2 separate regions of the Mus musculus genome follow, and region 1 is linked to region 2. A link is a contact called in public promoter capture Hi-C data. All regions are on one chromosome and are shown on one strand. The core of a region is the stretch at or near the end of the contact, and the rest is flanking DNA. Distances in the headings are between cores, read along the strand shown.

Evidence for each region. Promoter capture Hi-C pulls out the DNA fragments that hold promoters and counts their contacts.
Region 1: a promoter capture Hi-C map of hippocampal neurons shows a contact between it and region 2, with 2.0 times the contacts expected there. The contact joins the enhancer-like site here to the promoter of Frrs1l in region 2. A contact is called at or near these places in 1 of 39 promoter capture datasets (hippocampal neurons), 1 of 115 datasets of contacts at active chromatin or transcription factors (embryonic stem cells) and 3 of 9 other capture datasets (adipose tissue, liver and pancreatic islet).

Annotation. Positions count from the first base shown.
Region 1 is chr4:57,044,893-57,049,718 of GRCm38.p6, forward strand. All of the region lies in intron 15 of Epb41l4b (erythrocyte membrane protein band 4.1 like 4b), which reads right to left. Among named protein-coding and RNA genes, the nearest start is that of Gm34738, 2.8 kb to the right of the region's middle. Within about 2 kb of position 1,434, at least 8 of the 459 cell types and tissues checked have an H3K27ac peak or open chromatin away from gene starts, as enhancers often do. A contact at or near this core is called in hippocampal neurons, where this site is marked.
Region 2 is chr4:56,987,487-56,991,998 of GRCm38.p6, forward strand. Frrs1l (ferric-chelate reductase 1 like) reads right to left here and starts at 2,905. Exons shown (of 5, transcript NM_001142965.1): 1 at 2,548-2,905. The coding sequence starts at 2,785. Epb41l4b (erythrocyte membrane protein band 4.1 like 4b) reads right to left here. Exons shown (of 25, transcript NM_001355492.1): 25 at 4,486-4,512.

The sequences.
Region 1 (4,826 bases), core at 184-2,683, 56 kb after region 2:
GCCTCATCCTCATGGGTCATCCTTGCAGGATCTTGGAAGCATCATTAACACAGGCTTTGAAGTAAATGGTATCCACAAGGCTGTGCATCTGCCCGTTAACCTCAGCAAAGTCAGACTCACAGTGGATAGACTCAAAAACATGCAGCAACATTCTAGCCTTAGGGACATCGGCCAAGGGTCAGGATACTAGGCCAACTCCAGGCTCACTAGAGACTGAGGCTCATGGGGTGTTTGAGATTCTGCAAAGCCACAGTATTTCTAGAATCTACCACCAGAATTGTTACCAGGACAGGGCAAGGAAAGGGTGAGGCTGGACTCAGGGCTTTCTTTTGAAAAGGCCAAGTGAAGGTGCTCCTGAGAAGCTAATCACAACCTTTGCAGTGTACGCAAGTTTTGGGTGACACGGGCCCTGGGGATCTAAGCTGGGATAAGAAACCACAGAACCTTATAATGGAGTCCTCAATACCCTCTGGTTCTATAGGTTTAAACTCAGGCAGATGTTAAAGCCACTAGGAAAACTCTTATATGCTACTGGAGGGAATGTAAGATGGTTTATTCAGTTTGGAAAAAAAAAAAAAACAAAAACAAAACAGCCTGGTGGGTCCTCAAAGAGTTAAAGATATCATTGCATGGTCCAGCAATTTACGCCAAGATAAGAATCCAAGGGAAAAAAAGATCCATGAAAAACTTGTACCTGAATGCTCATTCAGTATTATTCATAATCACGCAAAGGTAGAAGCAATCGAGTTCATCCATTAACAGATAGTCAAAATGTGGTTATCACTACAGTGGGAAATTACAAAGCCATGAAAAAGACGTGAACCCCAGGATCATGTTATAATTTAAATGAACCTTGAAAACACTATGCTATCTTGAAGAAGATGGATATCAAAGGCTACATACGTGATTCCTCTTATAGGACATGTGTAGACCAGACAAGTGGGGGGAAGCTTAGGAGTTATTTAGAAGTAACTCGGAAGTAGGAGGAATCAGGATTGACAGTCTATTGTTACTGAATTTCTTGGGGAGGAATGCAATGTTCCTAAAATAGCAAAAACCATGACCAAACAACATCATGCATATAACCAACTGTATATTTTGCTGAACTGTGCACTATGCGAGACAGATCCCAGTAAAGCTGGAGATCTTTGGAAATATGGATGTTATTCTCCTCTAGACATGGTCACCTATCTCTAAATCCTGCAGCTGGCCTGGGAACTACCACCTTTCTCCAACCTGCAACCAGCTCACTTTGCATATGGGCTCACCATGGGAGGGGAGGGGAGCAGGTCACACAGCCGGAGACCAGCAGCTGAGTCCGGGACACAATCCAGGCCTCCCACCTTTCCACTCGGTGCCCCAAGGGCTGCCCATCTGCTGTGTCTTACCATCTGCTCAGCTTCTATTTAAGGCAGCATGGAGTACTCATCAGGAGAATCCAAGTCCTCCTCAAAAGCCTCGGGCTGAGACACCCTCACGCTCTTTACCATCCAGTAAGCTCAGCAGGAACAGAACCCGCCATATGTATTTGTGTCCCAGCTGTGCTGGAAGAAGGGCTGGTTCATGGGAGGCCAGCAAAAGCCTCAGTCCACTCAGTCAATAGTCCGGGACCAGCTCTGTTGTCTGGCACTGTGCCAGGCACGGCAGTCGGCAGGGGAAGGACTTCAGTCTAGCCTGAGACATTGTTAGAGGAGACCTCCTGGGGTAGACATGCTTGAAGTAAGGAAGTCCTGACAGTTATGGAAGAGTGGACAGGGGCAGGGGAACACTGGACATTGTAAGAGAAGGGTTCTTCAACTTCTAAGGCCTGGAGCTGACAGGGTATACTAGGCATTGGGTGTGGAGGTCTTGCATAGCTTTGGTGTGTGCCTAAGAGTAGGTATCCTGCTGTTTCTCTTCTTGTCTCCCATCTGGATGACAAACCCATGGGGATTGATGGGAAATTGACATATGTTTTTTCTGAAATGAAGAACCACTTCACCCTCCTGAAAGGAGCAGTCTGTGCCTGCTCAGGAAGCTGAGGTGCCCTCTTTGCTCCACTGGTCACTAGGCTGAGTAATCGCAGGCTCCATGCCACTTTCCCCAACCCACTCCAAGGAGTTCAGTGCACTTCTGGGCCCCTACCCTGGCTCGCCATCTTGTGCCCCACAGATGTTTCAGCATCCGCCATGAGTGCTCTGTAGCCCAAGCCCCTACCCTGGATTCCTGTGGTGCCATCACCCTTCATCCTTTATCCTTTGGTTCTGGGGTGGTAAGCAGTTTCCAATTACTCTCATGTTGGGATTGCTTCAGTGGTACTTCAGGTCCAGTTCTTTTGTCCTTTGTATAATCGAGCCTTGTATGAAAGTCCCTCTGTAGGAAATGCCTAGATTCGTTTCCATTTTCCTGATTGCTCTTGCCAGACACAGGTTAACCCGCCCGGTCAGCACTACTCCAGCTTTTCCTCCCACAGCACTGGACTGGTCTGTTTCTTTGTTACTCACCATGTTGTTACTTTGTTGCTTTTCTTTTAGTGTCACCACACACAGTAGCCTAACCCTGATTTCCTTTCTCACACAGTCCTGTTTCTTCTTTCAAGTCAAATATGTCCTGACTGCTCCCTTTCTTTAGCTTAGATTTCAATTTCTTTCTCTTTGTTCTGGAAGCTTCTGCAGTTAGTCTATTCCAGTTGAGAAGGCAGGAGAAACAAACGAGAAAGCGTCTGTGCTTCGCATACATGTGTTTCTTTAGAGTTCAAGCTTACCATGGAAGCCTCCCATTGGCATTCCAGTTTGGAGCATTAAATGCTGTGCTTCAGGAGACCATATACGTAAGGCACATCCTTCTCTCTGCTCATTAAGACGGTTTAAAATGTTCATTGGTCAGAGTTTTGTTTTGTTTCTTTTCATTACAGTATAGGACTAATGTTATTAACCACAGTCCAAGGTATTTCTCAGTTTTATCACAATTTAAAATAGTACCAGTTATTACATCTCCTAATATCTTATACTTCTTCCCCTCCCCCTCCTGCTTCTCTGTGTGTGTGTGTATGTGTAGGTGTGTGTAGGTGTACATGTCTGTACGTGCTGTATGTGTGATGCATGCACACGATAGTACAGGTGCCAGCAGCCATGCATACACATGTGCTCAGACTTGGGCCCTTCTCCATCACTCTCCACCTTACAGGGTCTCTCACTGAGGTGGGACTCTGCTCGCTGTTTCAGTTAGGCTGCTGGCCAGCAAGCTCTAGGGTCCTCCAGTGTCTGCCATTTCAAATGCTGGGGCTACAGGCTACAGCCATGCTCTCTTACATTGCTTCTGAAGATCTGAACTCCAGTCCTCATGCTTGCAAAGGAAGGGCACTTACCTACTGTCATCTCCCCAGGCTCCTATCTCTCTGTCTTTCTGTCTCTCTCTTTACACACACACACACACACACACACAGAGTTACTACTTCTGGCCTCTTACTAGCTGTAATTCACTTGGATTTTACGATGCTCAGATGAATAGTATTCCATATTTTGTTTTCTTAGCTTACTGCATTGGTCGATAGTATATAACAGGAGGACGCAGAAGGCCTTCTGTTGTCCTTGTCTTGGTTCCGGAGCATAAAGGTTAATTAATGTTTCAACATTAAATGCTGTTCCTGCAAAACCTTACACATCAGGCTAGACTCTGACTGCCCTTCCTTCCACTTTGTTACTAAATCCCTTGAGCAGTGACTTCCCCCTGCCCTGAGATCTGTGCTTTTCCTCCAACAGGCACTTTTCCCATTGCTAGGTGCTTTAAAAAGACGGTGTTTGAATTGCCCACTGCATCACCATCCGGCTTCTCACTGGCTTTGGGGATCGATTTTCCAAGAAGCTGCACGACAGTGCCTGGTTCTCCTGGCATCTCTCCACGGTGGCTCTGGCATGCTGGGTGCTGACTAAGCAGTGACAAAGGCTGACTTTCCCAGTGTTTGGGGGGCATCTATTATTTTTAGCTCGAAGGTTCAAATTGATCCCAATGCAGCCAACTATTTCCTGACCATTGTCTTTTTAGCTTGCATGGCTATCCCTCCCACCCCCAACTCTACCTTCTGCAGTTAGTGCATTCTAACTGGAAGAGAGGAAATGCAGATGTCAGATAGCTTTGTCCTTTTCCTCCTGCAGGCCACCCTCAAGAATGGCTGGGAAAACCTATCCCTCTTTGCTCCAGAGCAATTGGCCATAAAGTTCCTTATCAGTTAGATGGGGCTAGTGCTAGGAAGATGAGGCAGGAGGATCATCGCTGCTAGCCTGGTCTGTAGAGCAAGCTCCAGGCTGATCATAGGTATGCAGTGAGAGTTAGTTTTAAAACAAAACAAATCAGAGCCACCACCAAATAAATAAATAAAATAAAATAAAATTCTGTGTCCTTTTGTTTGAAGCCATGCCCCACTTTCTTCCTTGTTAATTGTGAGTTTCTTGGAGAGGCCACTGACACACTCCCCTTTCAGGTTGTCTGTGCTACATTCACAGCCTCCGTGAACAGTGTTCCTTTTTAGGCCATTCTTTTCTTTGACATTTCTTTGGGAATGCATAGAAAACACAGAGGACTAAACCCTCACCCCCTCTCCTCTCCTATGCTAATCATTCCAAGACCTTGTCCCACATTCTAACCCTGTCTCCCCAGCTGAAAGAATTAACAGCGATCCCTGTGGCATTCCTTTCACTTTCCCAACACCTTCTCATCAAGCAAGCAGGCCCAGAAGTCACAATGATGCTCAGCTTTTAATAGACGAGTGTCTGGGTAGCTAAGAAATCTCCCACAAAAGTGTTGTGCCAGCCTGACAGCTCTCTTAGACACAGAGTGTTCCAATCATG
Region 2 (4,512 bases), core at 1,655-4,154:
TGATTTGAATGTCTTGCAAATGGCCAGATAATTATGTCTTAATCATAAGCAATCATAAGTGGGAGTTTTTGTTATCAGCCAAAGGGACAGCAGCTACTACCATCCTCAGACTCGGGCTCCTCTATCCTGAGCAGCTGACAACATGAGACTGACACAGAAGGCTTCACTTTAAGGTTGAAAACGAAGGCAACATTCCATTTCCTGTTGCTTTTCCTCCTCAAAGAATACCCAGAGTAGTTACCCATAATCCAATGTTTTATATGCTCCTGTTGTTTGCAGCATCTACGCTCTGGGCTGGAAGCCTACTTTGCAGAGTGACTGTAAAGCGTTCCTTGGGAGCTACTGTCACCTGATGTTGGCCTTCATAAAACCTGCTTATACAGTTCATTCTTTCCATGTATGTAAACAGACACAGAGCCTGGCTTGTTCTTCCTTAGTTGAGAATATATGTGCTCACATACTACCTTTAAGTCACTTGGAAGGACAGACTGGTTGTGTAAGGGAGAAATACGGACTACGTGCTTTCAGAAAAATATGCTTAGGAATATTTAACCTCTCCCAGAGTGATAGATTCTGTTTAGTGTGTTGTTCCTCACACCATTTGCTCCTTTTTCCAGGGCTCAGGGGTGCCTGGCCTCCCTTGCAGCTAGGACATTACTTAATTATGCTTGTAATTGCCAAAGACTATGAGAAGAGACGATCTATGCAAGCAGCCAAAAAACGATAATTACTTATCCTAAACTTCTCTTTTCCATTTCTTCAGTTGTGTGTGTGTCTGTGTGTGTGCATGCACATGTCATGTGTATGTGTGACTATGGATGGGCGTATGCCACACATGCTCCGAATGTGGAGATCAGAGGACAGCCTCAGATGTCAGGTCTCTCCATCCATCCGGAGATAGGGTCTCTTGTTAGCTGCTGCATATCAGATGGCCCACATGCTCCAATGATTCTATTGTCTCCATGTCCCATAGCTCCACAGGAGTACTGGGATTACAGACACAGGAGCTACTGTACCTAGCTTTACATGGGCTCCAATGCTCTGAACTAGGGTTTGTGAGGCAAGGGCTTTACCAACTGCGCCATCTCTCCAGCACCCTACCATCAATTTTGAACAAAGACATACAAGCCACCAATCTTCTATTACAGAGATGAGGACAAGGTCTTAAAGGATAGTAGAGCAACAAGATGGAAGGCACGTAGGTCCCTGAGTGACAACATGGAGTAGAGTTGCTTCATCAGCCCTTGAACAGCCAGAGTCGAGGTCACTAAGTGTGTGTGTGTGTGTGGGGAGGGGTGGTTCAGCAGTCTCTATTTAATAAATATATTTCCAATATTATTGGAAATAAATATATTTCCAATTCATTCTCTCCACCTTCCTTAATATAATAATTGTATTATTTTGAAGTGGATACTGTATGTCTTTTTTAGCTACAAGATTACCTGTCCCCAACTCCTTTACAGCTATGTGTGACCACATGGCTAAGAAACTAAAATCATTCTATGGAACTTCTATCAGAGTAGCATCCTTAATAAGTAGGCAGTCAGTATTTTCTCCCCACTTTGTCTTTTTCACCCTCTGGAAAGTGAAGGTAGTGAGTGGGGTTCAAGCAGCTACTTGGGGTCATTAAGCTATAAGCTGAGAATTACGAAGGAGCAAAAGGTCCCTAAGACTGGAGACTTCATGCCAGCTTTGGATTGTGGGGCTTCTAGATTTCCTTGTGTGAGAGAGAAAATCCTATCTTATTGATGATATTAACATTTGTATGCTGCGTATAGCTGAACCTCATCCTCATTAAGAGATATATCCACGAACAGATAACCTCATTTCAACCCTCAGCTTGATTCTTGGCTCCTCTTTGCCAAGCTTTCCGAAAGCTGCGGAAGTAAGAGACCAGTTTCCATTCCTTTTATCAGAATGGCTTTGCCTTTTGTACTCTTTGAAACAGCTCCTCAGGGAAGCTGGCGAAGAAATCTCAGTCTCTGGGCCCAGATGGTCCCAACAATGGTGGCTCACACTAGGAGACTACAAGTGTGGTAGCAGCAGATGTGGGGTGGACTGGGGAGGGAGCTATGACCCATCTCTGGCGCCTGGGCAATGAAAGATGGAGCGACAGTACCTGTAAATTTAGGTTATTCCAGACCTACCAGGAGGTAATTGTGCAACGGTTGTCTCTAAGTTGGGTTTTCTGCTTCCCGCCTGCTGCCCTGGGCTCCGGAATTCTAGTCCAGATGGCGCCTCCTCCATTGCAGGAGAATGGAGGAGGCCAGACGCTGAGAACTAGGGGAGCATAAGCTTAGCACCTTCTATCCACAGCCTCGCAAGACTTGAGACTGACTCTCCCGGCCCTAGTCTCCCCACGTGTAAAGAGGGGAGCGGGCGCTGACAGCTCCTCCAGACTTCCCTCCTACAGGCTGGGTCAGAGAGCCGGGCTCCCTACTCTAGTCTCATCTGTGCCCATCTGCCTCCACTGACACCTTTGCGGACCCTTCCTGCGCCCCTCAACCTCCCACCCCCAGGTCGCCCCTCACCCTCTGGTAGCCTCACCCTCCTCTGACAGGTAGCGCAGGTCGTAGAACTCGCTGGCGAAGGTGCCGTAGGAGGAGTCGTGGCGCGGCACTGCCTCGTCCGCGCCCGCGTCCCCTCGCGCGCGTCCCCGGGGTCCCCGGCCCCCCGGGCCCGCGCTGTCGTCCGCGGGGCTGGCATCGCAGGCAGCGATCCCCGCCAGCAGCAGTCGCAGGAGCAGTGGTACCCAGGCCGGGCGCCGCAGGGGTTGCCCCGCCATCGCTGCGCACGGATCCCGCAGCCAGGCCGCTCCGGCCGCAGCGGGGACCCCGCGGGCGCGGGCCGGGACCGAGCCGCCGCCAGCACGCGCCGCGCAGCCGCGGAGCGCCCGCACCCGCCGCCTCCCTGCCTCGCTCTGCGCATCCTCGCTCCAGCCCCGCAGCCTGCCCCCGTCCGCTCAGCATCACCCCCTCCTCGCCTGACGCTCCTTCTTCGCGTCCTTCTTTCTATTCTCCCCATCGCCCAGTCGCCTCCAGATTTGACCTTTCTGGTCCCTGGGTGCTTAGTGTGGCCCGCTGATCTACAACATCAGCACCACCTGGGAGCTTGCTTGTATCGCTTCAGGCCCCACTCTGGATACACAAAGCAGAATTTGCTCTCTTACTCAAATCCCCAGCATCCAGTTTCCACACCTTATTAGAATGACTGTCGCCAACATCTTGCTCCTGCAACTTTTCGTCCGGAGAAAAAACTTACTAGACTCATAAATTTCTCTGGATCATCACAGAAGGAAGATGAAATCACAAACTCCCACTATCTACGTAGTCAAGCAGATATCAGAGACAGTGTGGAAAGTGTAACTTAAGACCTTGGCAAAAGCCACAAGTGCTGGAGTATAACCTGAGCCTTTCAAACTAGGCAAATGGTTTACCCAATTTCCCCAGAAGCAAAGTGCACAGACATTAAGTGAGCTAACCATGTCTGATAAGCACGACGAATCTCCACGTTTTCACATCAGCTTGTAAGACACTGCATTATTTATCTGGCCATTCATTTGCTCAATTATATACACAGATCCCAGGTTTGTCTTTAAATGACCCTTGTTGGGGTGGTGACAACTAGTTGTCTTCTGCAAGAAATAGTGACACTATCTCTTCCTCGATGCTACTTCAGAACCTTGCATGTAAACCTTTCTTCTGGTTCTTTTTTTTAAAAAAATGCATAAAGTAAGGAAACTGCTACTGAGGCAGAAAAACAGATTCCAAATGCACACCTAGAAGTCAGACTGCCTGGGTTATCAATAATGACCAGTGATCACTAATTCCCAGGATGTAGTGCATATTAAATAAGACCATGTAGGGAAAGGGTTGTAGGGTTCAATGTCACTGATGTCATAACCTTGCACAGAACTATGAAATACTGAGAAGCCAGTAATTTCAACTGATTTTTAGCCCAGTGGCTGGAAGACATGGGAGCTGTATCGGGATGGGAGATGCCTTGGGAAATCCAAAGGCCAGCTGTTCATTATTGTATATAGCCGACAGGTCATCAGAAGTTAACTATGTTAATCCTGCCAGGGTCTCACACTGAACCTGAAGCTCACCTCAGCTATGCAGGCTGGGCTGGGAGCTTGGGATCCCCCTGTCTTCCCAGCACTGGTATTATCGACATGCTGCCGCATACTGTTTTTTATTTGGGCATCAGGGATTTGAACTCAGGTCCTCATGTTTGCACAGCCAGTACTTTACTAACTGAGCAGTCTCCTGAACCCGGACCTTGCTGGATTTACCTGTCTAGTGAATCCCTAGGATCCACCTCCCTCTGCTTTCCACCCCAACACTAGGGTAATAGAGAAATGCTGCTGTGCCAGGCTTTTATGTAGGTGCCCAGGGTCCCAACTTCATTTCATACAGCAAACACATCACCCACTAACCCATTTCCCAGTCCCAGTTAGTCACTTTTAAAAGAAGAAGCATTTAATTTCATTTTCATTTTTAAAAGACAGAC